Regions from separate parts of the Zea mays genome. Here region 2 is linked to region 1. A link is a contact called in public Hi-C data. All regions are on one chromosome and are shown on one strand. The core of a region is the stretch at or near the end of the contact, and the rest is flanking DNA. Distances in the headings are between cores, read along the strand shown. Region 1 holds the start of LOC103637592 (putative B3 domain-containing protein Os10g0537100). Region 2 holds the start of LOC100273644.

Evidence for each region. Hi-C and Micro-C count contacts between places; a contact is called where the count stands out from the background.
Region 2: a Hi-C map of ear shows a contact between it and region 1, with 4 times the contacts expected there. The contact joins the promoter of LOC100273644 here to the promoter of LOC103637592 in region 1. A contact is called at or near these places in 5 of 25 Hi-C or Micro-C datasets (ear, endosperm, leaf and 1 more).

What each region holds. Positions count from the first base shown.
Region 1 is chr1:84,495,185-84,502,336 of Zm-B73-REFERENCE-NAM-5.0, reverse strand. It overlaps LOC103637592 (putative B3 domain-containing protein Os10g0537100), which reads left to right and starts at 2,628. Exons shown (of 1, transcript XM_008659751.2): 1 at 2,628-4,213. The coding sequence starts at 3,087. The coding sequence ends at 3,908.
Region 2 is chr1:84,647,256-84,654,407 of Zm-B73-REFERENCE-NAM-5.0, reverse strand. LOC100273644 reads left to right here and starts at 4,328. Exons shown (of 5, transcript NM_001348665.1): 1 at 4,328-4,868; 2 at 7,003-7,152. The coding sequence starts at 4,430. LOC103637594 (heavy metal-associated isoprenylated plant protein 30) reads right to left here and starts at 1,784. Exons shown (of 3, transcript XM_008659754.4): 1 at 1,564-1,784; 2 at 1,366-1,441; 3 at 407-1,252. The coding sequence starts at 1,767. The coding sequence ends at 924.

The DNA.
Region 1 (7,152 bases), core at 1,379-3,878:
TTTGATTGAGGAGAAAAGTTCACTTGGTCTAAGTGACCGTTTGAGAGAGGGAAAGGGTTGAAAGAGACCCGGTCTTTGTGACCACCTCAACAGGGAGTAGGTTTGCAAGAACCAAACCTCGGTAAAACAAATCACCGTGTCATTCGCTCTATTTCCTTGGTTGATTTGTTTTCGCCCTCTCTTTTGGACTCGGTTTTATTTCTAACGCTAACCCCGGCTTGTAGTTGTGCTTTAAGTTTGTAATTTTTTAGTTTCCGCCTATTCACCCCCCTCTAGGTGACTTTCAGAGACCTAGCTAACTGAGACAAGGAGGGAGAGGAACCAACTGGTGCAATGGATGTGGGAACCGGTAGGGCAGACGACACGGGAGGGCGGGTGGCTGCTTGACCCTGGGTGGAATCCGGTGGTGGGAGGTGAGGGGGTGCGCCAAGGAGAAGGGAAATAGAATCAGGAGCCATCTCTAAGCAAGTTCGGCCTTATTAGGAAATAAACTCTTGTTTAAACAGAATAGTTATTCAAATATGTTTCAAACCTTTACAATATGCACCCGAAAGTCCCGAGCGACTTACAAGTATGGTGGTGGCGGGGTCCTGCTCACGTCCTCGTGACTTCATGCCCAACATGCGTTACGGGCGGCGACGCCATGATGGGTGCCTACAGTACTAGTGCCTCTCCCATTCTCAATCAAATAACCATAATCTTGAATCGAACCTAACTAATCCCAAACTTACCAAATCGAAAACCCATGTATCTCAATCGATGACTAGGCAACTCTACTGCGTGGACACCTGGTAGCCCTATCTACATGAACCATCGTCTGGATTACGCCGCTGCCTGCCTGCGCGGGCGCATCACTGGTGTACGAGTATACATGCATGTCCAAATGTGTTGGGTCTGCTAGGTGGCACGTGGCTCGACACATCTTAGCCCGGCCCGAGCATGGCCCAACCCATTGTCCATCAGGCCCGTGCCAGCTAGCTCGATCACCGTTCTATACCCAGATCTAGGTCATAGGTGCAACACGATATGCTAGGCTTGATACAAACCAGTTTTATCTTTTTTCCTGTTTTCATAAAATACATATATTATGCTTGAGTACAAAATAAAAAACACAAAAATATGTGTACTATTGCTAGGTGGTTGTGAATGTGGAGCCAACAACTAGGGTTCAAATCCTTTATTTTTGCAGAAAGCTAGAAGGGGAGGGGCGACACATGAATAGAGAAACTCGTGTTTTATATTAGTAGATATTTAGGGTTGTACTCATGTACATATACAAATTTATAGAAGGATAATTTACATGGCAAAGAACTACACGACCAAGATTAGAGGACGCATCATCAAACATTTACATAATAGGTAATGACACTACAAAGATAAAGAGGTGTGACCCCAAGGCCAATAGAATCAAGGGACCTAACCCTTTCCTTTGCCCAAATAGTGGACTAGATATAACCGTTTCCTTTGCCCAAATAGTGAACCAGCCAAAGTGTTGGGGTTAGCGAGCCTCAAATAGGTCATAGTCGGTCGAGAGCCCCCACTAGCAGATAGGCGAGGACATCCTCATGGTGTAGAGAAGTGTCGATAGTGGCGAACCCTGTGATCTTGCAAAAGAGGTCGGTGGCAAACAATTACATTTGTTAGGCGAGGACATCCTCATCGTGTAGAGAAGTGTCGATAGTGGTGAACCCTGTGATCTTGCAAAAGAGGTCGGTGGCAAACAATTACATTTGTTTGACGTAGCAAGTTCCACATAGATTTGCACCGTGTGCACCCACCTTCGTGGATGAGGCAAGTTCCTTCTATGGGAGTTCTAGACCTGGTTGGAAAAATCACTCAATAATTGTTAGTATTAGTCATACCAGCGAGCATGTACCGGATTGGGAACTTTAGCGTTACTGAGCCTTTCTTTTAAACCTATTTTCTAAATGAGTAGTACGGCTCAAATTTAGAAGAAATGTTAAAAAAAAATGAGCATATGCCATATGCATGTGTGCAATTTCGGTTGTCCTCGCCGCGCAGGCCACACTGCCACACAGGCGATCGAACACCACCATTGTACTAGCTGCACATCATTATTTGTGCCAAGCTACCAGCTGCTATAAGATGTACATCACTACGGGCCAGAGCGAGTGGAACCTGCTGCAGTTAATTGCTTCTTCTTCCTGGTAGCACACCTGGTGGGGAGCTGGGCAATGCAGAACTTAGCGCCTAATCTCTCATGATCAGTGGATAAGAATATAAATCAAAACATTAATGAAAAACGAGAGAGACAGACAGAGAGAGAGAGAAAGAGAGAGAGTATTGCCCATTATTCTGCCACGACCTACAATCCAGGAGAAGATTTGTTTTCCCATTCCTGCATCTCACATTCATGCTGTCAAGTGTCAACGACAGGCAATTGCTGAATCACTGCAGCCGCTAGATCATGTCTCCATCATATCCGTCCATCCATCCATGGAGGATCTAGCTAGAGAGAGGATCCCAATAAGCTGAGCTGAGAGTGACATGCATACCTCAAGCCCTATTATTCGCCGCACGTGGGCCCCACCTGTCTCACGTCGACCTCTAGCTAGTCTTCATTGTCCTCAACAAAGCAAGCTAGGCTGCTTTGTACTGCTGTTCCCAACCTTCCCCCCTCCATGTCTCATCTACGCTGATGCCTACTGATCTACAGCCACAACACCGTACCTTTGCTGAATATCTCACAACTGCAAACCACACACACACACCACCAACAAGCCAACAACCACGCACCTCTCCCAAGCTAGCTAGATCCCGTTAATTTTCTTCCCTATATAGGAGTATCTTTTGATCACCAGTCCTGTCCTGTTACAAGAACAGATAGCACTCTTTATCCAGCAGCTAGCCAATCGCCTGCTATCCTATGCAAGTTCGTCAGATCCACCATATAATATTGAGCTAATCTAACCCTAAACACCCCCATCCTAAGAATAGTTGTGGGATTTAGTACTGTTACATACCACCAGATCCCTCCCTGAAGTAGCGTGCTAGTCAAAAGTCAACAGCTAGCTATAGCACCAGCCGGAGCTCGCTCGAGACGCGTGAGCGGAGCGGGGAGCCCCATGGAGTTCAGGCCCGCGCATGCCCGTGTCTTCGAGGATTCCGAGAGGCCTCGCGGCGGCGTGGCGTGGCTGGAGAAGGAGCACATGTTCGAGAAAGTGGTCACCCCGAGCGACGTGGGGAAGCTCAATCGCCTGGTCATCCCGAAGCAGCACGCCGAGCGCTACTTCCCCGCGCTGGACGCCTCGGCCGCCGCGGCGTCGGCATCGGCGTCGGCGGGCGGCGGGAAGGCGGGGCTGGTGCTCAGCTTCGAGGACCGGGCGGGGAAGGCGTGGCGCTTCCGCTACTCGTACTGGAACAGCAGCCAGAGCTACGTGATGACCAAGGGATGGAGCCGCTTCGTGAAAGAGAAGCGCCTCGGTGCCGGGGACACGGTATTGTTCGCGCGCGGCGCGGGCGCCACGCGCGGCCGCTTCTTCATCGATTTCCGCCGCCGCCGCCACGAGCTCGCGTTCCTGCAGCCGCCGCTGGCGTCTGCGCAGCGCCTCCTGCCGCTCCCGTCGGTGCCCATCTGCCCGTGGCAGGGCTACGGCGCCTCCGCTCCGGCGCCAAGCCGGCACGTGCTGTTCCTGCGGCCGCAGGTGCCGGCCGCCGTAGTGCTCACGTCGGTGCCCGTGCGCGTCGCCGCATCCGCGGTGGAGGAGGCGACGAGGTCGAAGCGCGTCCGCCTGTTCGGGGTGAACCTCGACTGCCCGCCGGACGCCGAAGACGGTGCCACAGCCACCCGGACGCCGTCGACGCTTCTGCAGCTGCCCTCGCCATCGTCGTCAACATCCTCCTCCACGGGAGGCAAGGATGTGCGTTCTTTGGATCTTGGACTTTGAACACAAGCAACAGCTAGCAACATAAAAAAGGGGAGAAATTGGGCCGAGGAACTGACGCGCGAACTGATTAAGTGGTTGGAGCAGGTGGTATATAGCTCCAGTAGTGCATCTGCATGTGTAATTGTTGATGGATTGGTATTTCTTGATGATATCTTGCTCATATTAGCTCACTTGTGCTTTCGTTAACTGATGTGTGTTTCTTCTCTTTCTTAATTTGATCTTTGTTCCGAGAATATGATATTTTGCTTATTGTAATTGTACATATTCTGAATCATCTCTGACCAAGTCCAGTAATTATTTAAGGACCGCACCATCCTCTCTGCATACGATATCAGTTCGTCCCCCACTACTGTGTGCACATCTTACTGTTTGGGTCATTTAAATTTTTTAGTTTTTCTTGAAGCACTATGTGGCCCCAGCCTCCGGGCAACTTCGCAAGGCTCTCCCCCCAAAGCAAGGTAGCACCGTAGCAGAGGCAGTTATTGGATGACTGGAATCAGGTCAGATCAGAATCAGACCCTAGTCTTTCTCCTTAACATCAGATGCTTTTCATGGGTATCTCTACACTGCTACTGTATCCTCATCTTGGCTCTTGGTTGTTGTGCAATTCTTTCCCTGCTGCCACATCTGATATTCTGATTCGCTTCTGCTTCCGTTGCTCATTGATGCATGCTGCAGCGCTTCCTGCAATTCTGATGTTTACAAGAACCAACAGAGATCCTGCTGGCTCAGTTAAACATTAAATTTCCTGCTGAGGCATGAAAACATGCATGTGCCAGAAAAAAACTAATAAATTCCGTGGATCATGCTTTATATGAGACGATGTGCTTAAGCGGATTAAATTAGGGAATCACACTATTTTAACAACCAAGGAGAGAACACAGCACATATGTCGCTAGCTGAATACAAATATATAACTAACGAAACATTGTACAGTAAATTTAGGAATATTAAGAACTTTAATTCTGTGTTCATTGTCTATCCTGAAGAGGTGTGTATGTAGCACTACACAAAAAATGCATTTTTTGTACTATATTTATAGTACAAATTACCTCTGATGCAAACTTGCAGATCAGGATATAATCATGAAACAGTCAGAATGGTTATCCTGAGACTTCTTTGCTGTGCCGTCTATAATCAGTGGCGAAGTTAGAACAAATATTAGAAGGGGTGTTGACGGCCTTGTGAGTGCATGGACGGACATAGTCCATACATATATATTGTAAAAATTGAAACTTTATCAGGGCCTGTCCAGGATAACCGAACAGACTGATGTTGTATTCTGGGGTTGCATCTGCACCCACAGCTACAAACGTAGCTTCTCCCCTTCCTACAATCCTAGTATAAAACAAAGGAAGTTCTGCAAAAGAAAATGGTATAGGAGAAATGCTTGAGCTAAATGGTTGGTTTACAGTTTATTCATGCATATGCTCACCTTATATTGTTAATAAACCATTGCTGTGAATATGTTCATCGGTCTTAGTAAAACTGAAAAAAGGTAAATATTAATTCGGCAAACATTAGGAAGACCAGGCCTCCAGAGCTCTACAGTCTAAGGCATGCATTTCCGAACCAAGAACTAAACGCAGAAGACCAAAGTAATTAACACTAGAGATGCCGTCACTATCGGAAACGCGTTTTTTGAGTGGTTTTCGAGCTACACGGAACCCTCTGCTGTCGATTATATTTGATGTATACATGTAGTGCATTCTCTATATTAATTACTACCATCTTTCATGATTGGAGCCAATGCATTGTATTAAAGGTTTGCGTTTACTGGTCCCCCAATATGGGTACCGCTCGACTGCCTTTTTGTTAGGGTTGGAATGGATACATATAATAGGATCGTGTACTTATTTACAAAGTGGGAACTTAACTATATATGCTCGTATGGTGACCAACAAATCGCAACTTCCAACGGAGACAGGCGATTATACTGAAGCTTAATTTACTTTATCCTAACTACCATAAGAAGGACAGTAGTGTGACATATATTTGCTAGCTAGACTGTCATTATCTTAATATTAATATATATATGGAGTATGGACCGTTCTATATGTATAGATCTATAAAGAGGACCATACTATGCACTTCTTTTGCTTCAAACTATATGTTATTAATTTCAGTTTTATCTAAGTCAGGCTTCTATGATTTTGACTATTTGTTTTTTTAATATAAGATATCAAAGTTCAAACAAATGCATTATGAAAGTCATTTCATGTAGAATTTAATAAAAGCAACTTGCTGTTATAGTTTTTCGTACAATTTCCTGTAAATTTGGTTAATGTTTAAGAATTTGACTTATTATAAAAGTAGTGCTCATAGCAACTTGATATTAGTAGAGCACAACTGTTCTTCCTAAATTCATTTGTGTAATAGATTAGACGAATGATTGTGGCGTCTGTGTGCAGGGTGGGACAGTATCCGCCTATATATGAGATGATTGACACTCGTGAAAAATTACAGTGACCCTCTATGACGTGTGAGATCCACTGCCAGACTCGCCTTTTTTTATCCTGACACTCGCAAAATCTATTTTATACTCGGCCTTTGCCGAGTGTTACACTCGGCAAACATTTTATCGGTAAAAGATTATTTGTCGAGTACTTTTTTCACCTTTATTTTGAATCAAATTTATATGTTTTGTTAATGGTGAGATTCGAACTCGTAACCTCTATCTCACGCATACCCCTCTCTACCACTACAATAACAAACCGACATTGCATTTTCATTCCTCTTGTACTATAACAAACTGAGATTAATTTGATTATTTGAGGCACTAAATGAATTCATTTAAAAATGTGACCAACTATAAAGTTGCATAACTTTTCAAGATCTACAAGTTCTATTTTGATAGTTTATACATCTGAGGCCATTTACAAAATTTGAAAACTTCACACGAATTTTTTCTATGATAAGATGATTTCAAATAAAAAATTGTCAATTACAAAGTTTCATTATATTTCAAGACCTACAACTTGGTGGTTTTTCTGTCCGAGGTAGTTTGAAAAAAATTCAAATTTTAAAATTTAAACATAGCTTTGCATGACAAGATGATTTCAAACTAAAACATTGTCAACTGCAAAGTTTTATAACTTTTCAAGACCTACAACTTTTCTGTTGGTGTTTTTTTTCATTGGAGGTCGTTTTTAAAATTCAAATTTTACATTTTTAAATTTAGACGTAGTTTTCGTTGACAAGATGACTTTAAATGAAAAAGTTGTCAACTATAAATTTTTATAAC
Region 2 (7,152 bases), core at 3,079-5,578, 150 kb before region 1:
CCTCCTTCTGAAGCATTGATACTAAGTAACGAAAAGTGTCTTTCTTGGGTACCACTTGCCCATCAAGACTAACATCGCCATCCTCATACCCCATGGCACTGAAATCACACTTCATATACTCTGTTTTAGACCTACTAAGCCTAAAACCTTTTGCTTCCAGCGTCTGCCTCCACAATTCCAACTTTTGCGAAACATCACTTCTACTCTCCTCAATAAGTACCGCATCATCGGCAAAAAGCATACACCATGGTATATTTCCTTGTATGTCCCTTGTGACCTCATCTATCACCAAAGCGAAAAAATAGGGGCTCAAAGCCGACCCTTGATGTAGTCCTATGTTAATTGGAAAGTCATCGGTGTCTCCATCACTTGTTCAGACACTTGTCACAACATTAGTGTACATATCTTTAATAAGATGAATGTACTTTGTTGATACTTTGTGTTTTTCCAAGGCCCATCATATTACACTCCTAGGTACTTTGTCATAAGACTTCGTTCTCCAAGTCTATGAAGACCATATGCACGTCTTTCTCTAAACCCTAAACCCTTGTACAACATGAATTAAACAAATTACAAACAGATTATTTCAGAAATTAAATTTTAACCTTTTCAAACTTAACTAGCATTTCCAGTGAAAACACGTCGAAATCGCTCAGGAAACACGATTTTTTGACCGAGATTCCCAAATCTCGCTTTTTATTTGAAAATGCAAACCGGTTGGGAAATTCGACAAAATTCATCCGGTCTACCGTTTTTGCTAATGACCGGAATTTGAATAAAAAAATGAGATGGTTAATCCTGGATGTGGGGCCCTGGTAAGATTAAGGGCCACTGTAATCCATTAGCCATTGCATCGCGAGCCCATGTGAGATGATGAGAAACGAGAAACTGAAACTGCAGCAACCGCAAGACATCCGCATGGGTCACATGATCCGGCAGGCGGCGTTGACGTCGTCGTCGTTGAACATGTTACCGACGGGGCCGGCGCCGCGTGCGGGCTCGCGCATGCGGCCGTGCCGGTCGCCGTCGCTGTACCCGTGCCGGCGGTAGTTGTAGCTGTTGCGGCGGTACGAGCCGCCGTCGTCGCGGAAGTAGCTCCTGGGGGACGTGAACCACAGCGGCGTGCCGCCGCTCGGCCAGAACTCCGCCTTCTTCCCGCTCCGCCGCACCTCCTGCAGCACTCTCGCCCTGTCCACGTACCCGGTCACCGTCACCTTCTCCATTGGCACGTTCACATCCACCCTGTCCACTCCTGCGGCGACATATATAATAAATATATATAGCAAATCTGGATCTGTAAGCCATTTCGTGCTGCGCTGACCAATGTCACTGTCCAACACGATGTTTTCGTGTGTAGTATAGTACCTCGGAGGTTCTGGAGGGCTTGTCGCACGACTCTCTCGCAGCCCTCGCAGCACATCCTCACCTTAAGCTCCACCGTCTGGTTAGTCCAGTCAGTCACCGTTCACGAGAGCCAGCAGCCAGACTCATATATATGGAATAAACAAATAAAAAGGAAATCTGGAGTTGATGCAGGATCAGGATGTAAGTGTAAGCGCGCACCTGCAGGGACACGGTCCTCCTGCTCCGGCCGCTCGCCGTACGGCTGCCGGCACCGCGGTGGTGATACGCCGCATCACGGCCGGTCGGGTGCGCGTGGCCGCCGCCGTAGTGGCGCGTTCCGCCGCCGCGGTGGTGGTCGCCGGGAGCGTAGAAGCAGCAGCAGAAGAAGGACAGGACCAGGTCGGAGACCACGTCCGCCGCCATGCATGTGTGGCTGGAGGAGCATATACCAGAAACATGGGGGAGCATGCGGTTTTATGCAGGCTCTTGGTCGAATCGAAGGACACTGGGAAATGGCATCCCTCCTCCAGTGCGTCATCTCATCTGCATCTGCATCTGCAAAGTTCTTCCTTTCTGCATGTCCATGCAAGTGCTTGCGGGCTCCTCGTGTCGGTCCCACGTGCAAGAACATGGCGAAAACGATAAGGTCGTCGTCAAAAGTTCGCTAATGCTTTTTTGCAGTGTCTCTGTAAATTCAGTATATCCTTGAAGGAGGCCCATATACATAATTGTTTTTCTTTATTAAAGGTTGTGTTATGCACTGAAACTGCATATAGCTTCTGTAAACAGCAGCCATTCATTCCAAGTTTAGAGAGGAGATCTCGGATCGGCACTAGCAGATAGTACTTTTATTCTTGCATTTTTGTACGTAGTGGCAGTTTGGAAGAAATTTTTTTTTTTTTTTGAGAAATTCGGGGGGGAGAGGTACCCCACCTTTTCATTGCCATTAGTAAGGGCCTATACATGGTCAAGTTACATGTCGGATAAGATTGTTACAGAGGAGGAGAAGAGGAGAATACCATCACCCAGGCAAGGGACACATGACGATCCGAGTGAGGTAATCTACAAGACCACAACTCCGCGTCCTCACGGCAGCCAGCCATGAGACGCGTATAACACGGGGAAAGCGAGCGGAAGGCGACATCATGACGGTGTTTCCAGAGACGCCAACAACATAGGAGGAGGAAGGTATTGAAGTGTGCGGTGGGCATGTGAACAGGGGGCTGAACATGCCAAAGTTGTTGCGCATCCTCCTCAGAAATGTTCATCCCCAACCTTGCCCAGAAACCAGCTGCGAAAGGACAACCAGCGATCAGATGCGATGAACTTTCCACAGCCAACGAACAGACCTCGCATACACTGTCATCAACGCAATGTTTTCTGAGGAGGTTCTCCTTGGTCTGAATCCTGTTTTGCACCAACAGCCAGCCGAAGAATTTGACCTTAGGAGGGGCACAATTCTCCCAAATGAATTTATAGTACTCACAGCCTTCTCCATTGGAGACAACTGCACGATAGACAGATGAGGAGCTAAGCTTATGCAATCTGTCTTCCCAGGGACACACACGTACATCTGGGGTATTTGTTAACACCACACCATCAAGCAGCCCCATCAATTGCACCAGTTCAGCAGCAGCTACCGTTGAGAGCCGAGAGACGAAGGCGAGGCGCAGACCTTTTGAAAGAACGTCGCTGACTGAGGCATTTTTATGTCGTGCGTGTGTGTACAGCGACGGCATTGCCTCCACGAGGGGCCCTGAGGGCAGCCAGCAGTCATACCAGAAAGCCGTAGTACGCCCATCACCAACCTCCACCGTGGTCAGCAACCGATAGTCTGGGAGGAGCCGACGAAGGGCCGCCCAATGCGAACCCGCTGTGGCATTGTCTGGTGCAGATAAAGGCCCACCAAACTCCACTTGTAGCCAACAGGACCATGCTGAATCTGGAGAGTTAGCATTCATAGTTAAAGCGATAAGGACATACCACACTCCATTTCAAAGAGCCATGGGAGTGTGGTTCTTCACCTCAGGAATTAGCAATTTGGCATGGCGCTCGATCTACCTTAAAATTTGAACTGTACTATGTACATCCGAAGGACTGATTGTATAATAGCACAGTAACCGAAAAGCTAGAGAAGACAGCATAAAAGGAAGCGATGAATTCAGAGACTTACCGACGAAGCAATTCGTCCATGCATCATGCATCCCATGTACCCTTGTCTTTCTGAACTTCTCTCTCTTTTATTTTTCTGACGCAGCCTATTTCTTTGCTATCACCACGAGATATCTTAATTTACATCATGAGATATCGTCAGATCACATAAGAAATAGTTCCATTCTTTCCTGTACACTCGCATATGCTTGCCACCTTCAGATCTAAGCTCCAGTTCGTCATTGTTAGGAACCAGACATTCATTCAGGTCTATCAAGTGCAAGTTGCAGATGATTTTATCAAATGAGTGGTGCTTAGGGGCCGTTTGGAAGAGCTCCAACAGCTTCTTTGAAGTGAATCACTCTCAACCAGTTAAAACATTTACAATACCAACTAATTTCGTGTGGAGATCAGAAAAGAATCTCTTCTTTATTTATATTAGGAACTAGAAGCTAAAAACATGCTTTACCGGTTTACCCTGCCTGTTATGTTCTGATAGGGATCAGTAAAAAGGAATCTCTTCGACCTGCTCTTTCCTAAAAATCCAATAGAATCACTCAACTGGAGAATCATTTCTTTATTTACACTGACAGCTGGGAGCTAAAAACATGCTTCACACTGCTTTTTATTATATTCTACTAAACTCGTTCTCGAATATTTGTTGTAGGCTAATTTATTTTTGAATTAAAACACGTCAAATAAAAAAGAACGGAGGACTAATTTATATTCTGACAGAGATTAGTACAGAACCAATTATCTCTCTAATAGAAACCCAGTAGAATCACTCAATCAGAGAATCAAATATCATCAATAATCACAGAGGAACGAAGCTCTTCGAAACGGGACTTTGCCCTCTTTCTTTGTGCTTCACATCGCACTCTGATCAAAGATACGGCCTGGTCCAAAAGAGTACACACTTCCTGCTGGCGCACCCATGATGAGGGCTGAGCTGAGGCCGGAGAGGCGGAGACCCATACTGTTCCGTGCTCAACCGATTACGGCCCATCAAACTACTTCCTTCCTCTGGTCCACCAGAAACGCACACGTCGCATACCAGACCAGACCTCACCTTCCCCACCCGGACGCCACCACCGCCTGCGCCCTGCTGGCTGCCGCGATGCTGCCGTACTCCGGTGACCACCAGCGCTCTCCGCCGCCGCAGCCACCGCCACGAGCGGCGTTCTCCTCCTCCCTCTCCCCATCCGCCGCGCCCTTCCCCGCCGCTGATCCGGTGGGCCCGGGCCCAGGCCCCGGCCGTGATCTGCCCACCGCCCCGTCCGTCTACACGGCGGGCGGGGACTGGGGCGCCCTGTCGTGGATGGAGCCTCCCGCGAGCTACATGGCCCCCGCCGCCACGCCGCCGGGTTATAAAGGTAACAACAACTAACAAAGCAACTCCTGTCTCGTGTCGGTATCTCAATCACCGACACTACTCACTAGTTCACGTGTGATCGGCCGGGGGGGGGGGGGGGGGGGGGGTTAGATGCGATGCCTTGGGACTTGGGAGCTGCATCTGCTGTTGCCTTTTGTTTCATGTGTTGTGTGCAATTCATGTGATCGTTAGGTGAGACGGACCAGGCACCAGCGTATACATCTGTATCAGAGTGGTTATGCTTTTCAAACTAGTTTGGGGTGGATAACTGAAACTTCACAGCTAGATCGATGGATTTTCACGGTTTCACCTTTACACACGTTGATGGATAACTGAAACTTGCCAGCTAGATTAATGGATTTTCATCTTTACACTGTTGGGATATATACTTCAGGGCGAGTCGAAGGCTGAAAACAATTTTAAATAAAGTGGAGAGCGGAGGTAAACAGAAGAAACAGATTTTCGCTGAGGGAGGGAACTTCTTTGGATTAAATGTGAGACTAGCAGACTGTGGCAGCGCTAGCTCATTGCTCCCTCTCTGCGCCGAATAAAATTTCACCAGAGCTGGCGATTTGAGAACTGTAGGGGACACCCTTATAAGCTTGCGGCTAGATTGGCCATTTCATTTATACTCCGTTTGGATGTAGGTATTGTAGCACAAAATTAGGAATTGGTATTAGCTTTCCAGAATTCTATTGTTTGGTTGCACATGGAATTGAGATTTAGAACCAGAGACTCAATTTCTTAGAATTGGACTATAGCTAAAAACTCTCTCCCAATACAGAGCATCACCCCTTCTGTATTGCATGGAATCGGACCACACAATTTCAAACTACAATTCAGTGACATCCAAACAATAAAATTGGAATTACATCTCATTTCAATACATGACTAATTTGGTATTGAACTCAATTCAATTCTATACCTTCCAATATCGACATCCAAACGGAGCATAGAGAATGCTAGGCTGTTTTGTCGGGTGGTAGCACCCAGTTGTTTTTGGCAAATAAATGAATGGCACAACCTTGTCCTCTCCAAATCTGGTGAGAGCTATGTTGAGATTAGACTAGTAGAGTTTCGTGTTTGCCTGTTTGGTGTTTGGGGTTGGGTTTTGGGGATGGAGTTCTGTGCCTGGCGGCTGTGGTGTGCTGGCATTGAGGCAAGGTGGTGATAGCAACGCTGGCCCGGCAGTGGAGGATTTCGGGTGAGTGGAGTTGAGGCCGAGGTGACACCAGCAGTGGAGGGAAGGGTAAGGAGGTGGCTGCCGTCTGCGGGCAAGTGCCTTGCCGGAGCTCCATGCTGGCTTCAGCAAAACCCTAGCTGCTGTGGCAGGGTGGAGGTATGTGGGGTGGCGTTGGAGCAGTAGAGCTGGGGAAGAAGCAGTTTGCTCAAAGCAGAATATGACCCTTTCCATTCGATCTCCATCCAGAAAATAGGGTGCTGGAAAAGATTTTTCATCCGAATATTGTATAGCCTGACTGTTTGGTGTTGACAAGTTACAGGTGAAGGTCATTTCAGGCTTTCACGATAAGATTTTAACTGGATTTTAGTGTTTGTTTATGACAATTACAGTTTTGGACAGATAACTGTAGCAGCTAGAGTAGCCTTTTGGTTTAGTGTTGGGTGTAGGTCGGTGGCAGTGGATGATCATGTTAGATTTTGCGAATAAGATTTTATATGGATATTTAGCATCTTTATACGACAATTTCCATATGTTACTTACAGGGGGGTAGTGTTGTGTTGTCCCAACATGAATTCCGGAGAGTGCTAAGTGCTATTAAATAAAAAAGGGCAGGCCCAGTGCCGGAAACTCCCATGTGAGTGGGGTCTAGGGAAGGCATAAACTAAGGCAAGCCTTTCCCCCCAAAAATGTGGAGAGGTTGCTTCGAACCCATGGCCTGGTGACTCAGTGAGGTAGCTCTCACCATTGCACCAGGCCTGCCCTTCTGCTAGATGCTATTAAATGGTAAAAAACACAATACACCCTTTGGTAAACATGATTGCCTTGTATTTATGCAGCAATAAAAACATGTTTGTCAAACAAGGTGCACTGAGTGGATCATCTGATTGGTTATGCGACTTTAACCAAACAGTGGCTTTACACTTTCCTGATGATCTCGCTGAACATATTGTAGGCGAGGCCACTCCCTATGACATATACTCAAGGAACCACTTCAGTAACTTATTTGGTCTACATTCTCTGAGATCAGAGAGCTCGAATTTGACAAGTGAGAAGCATCCAGGAAACTGGCAAGAAAGTTCAGAGACCCTCACTAAAGATTTTG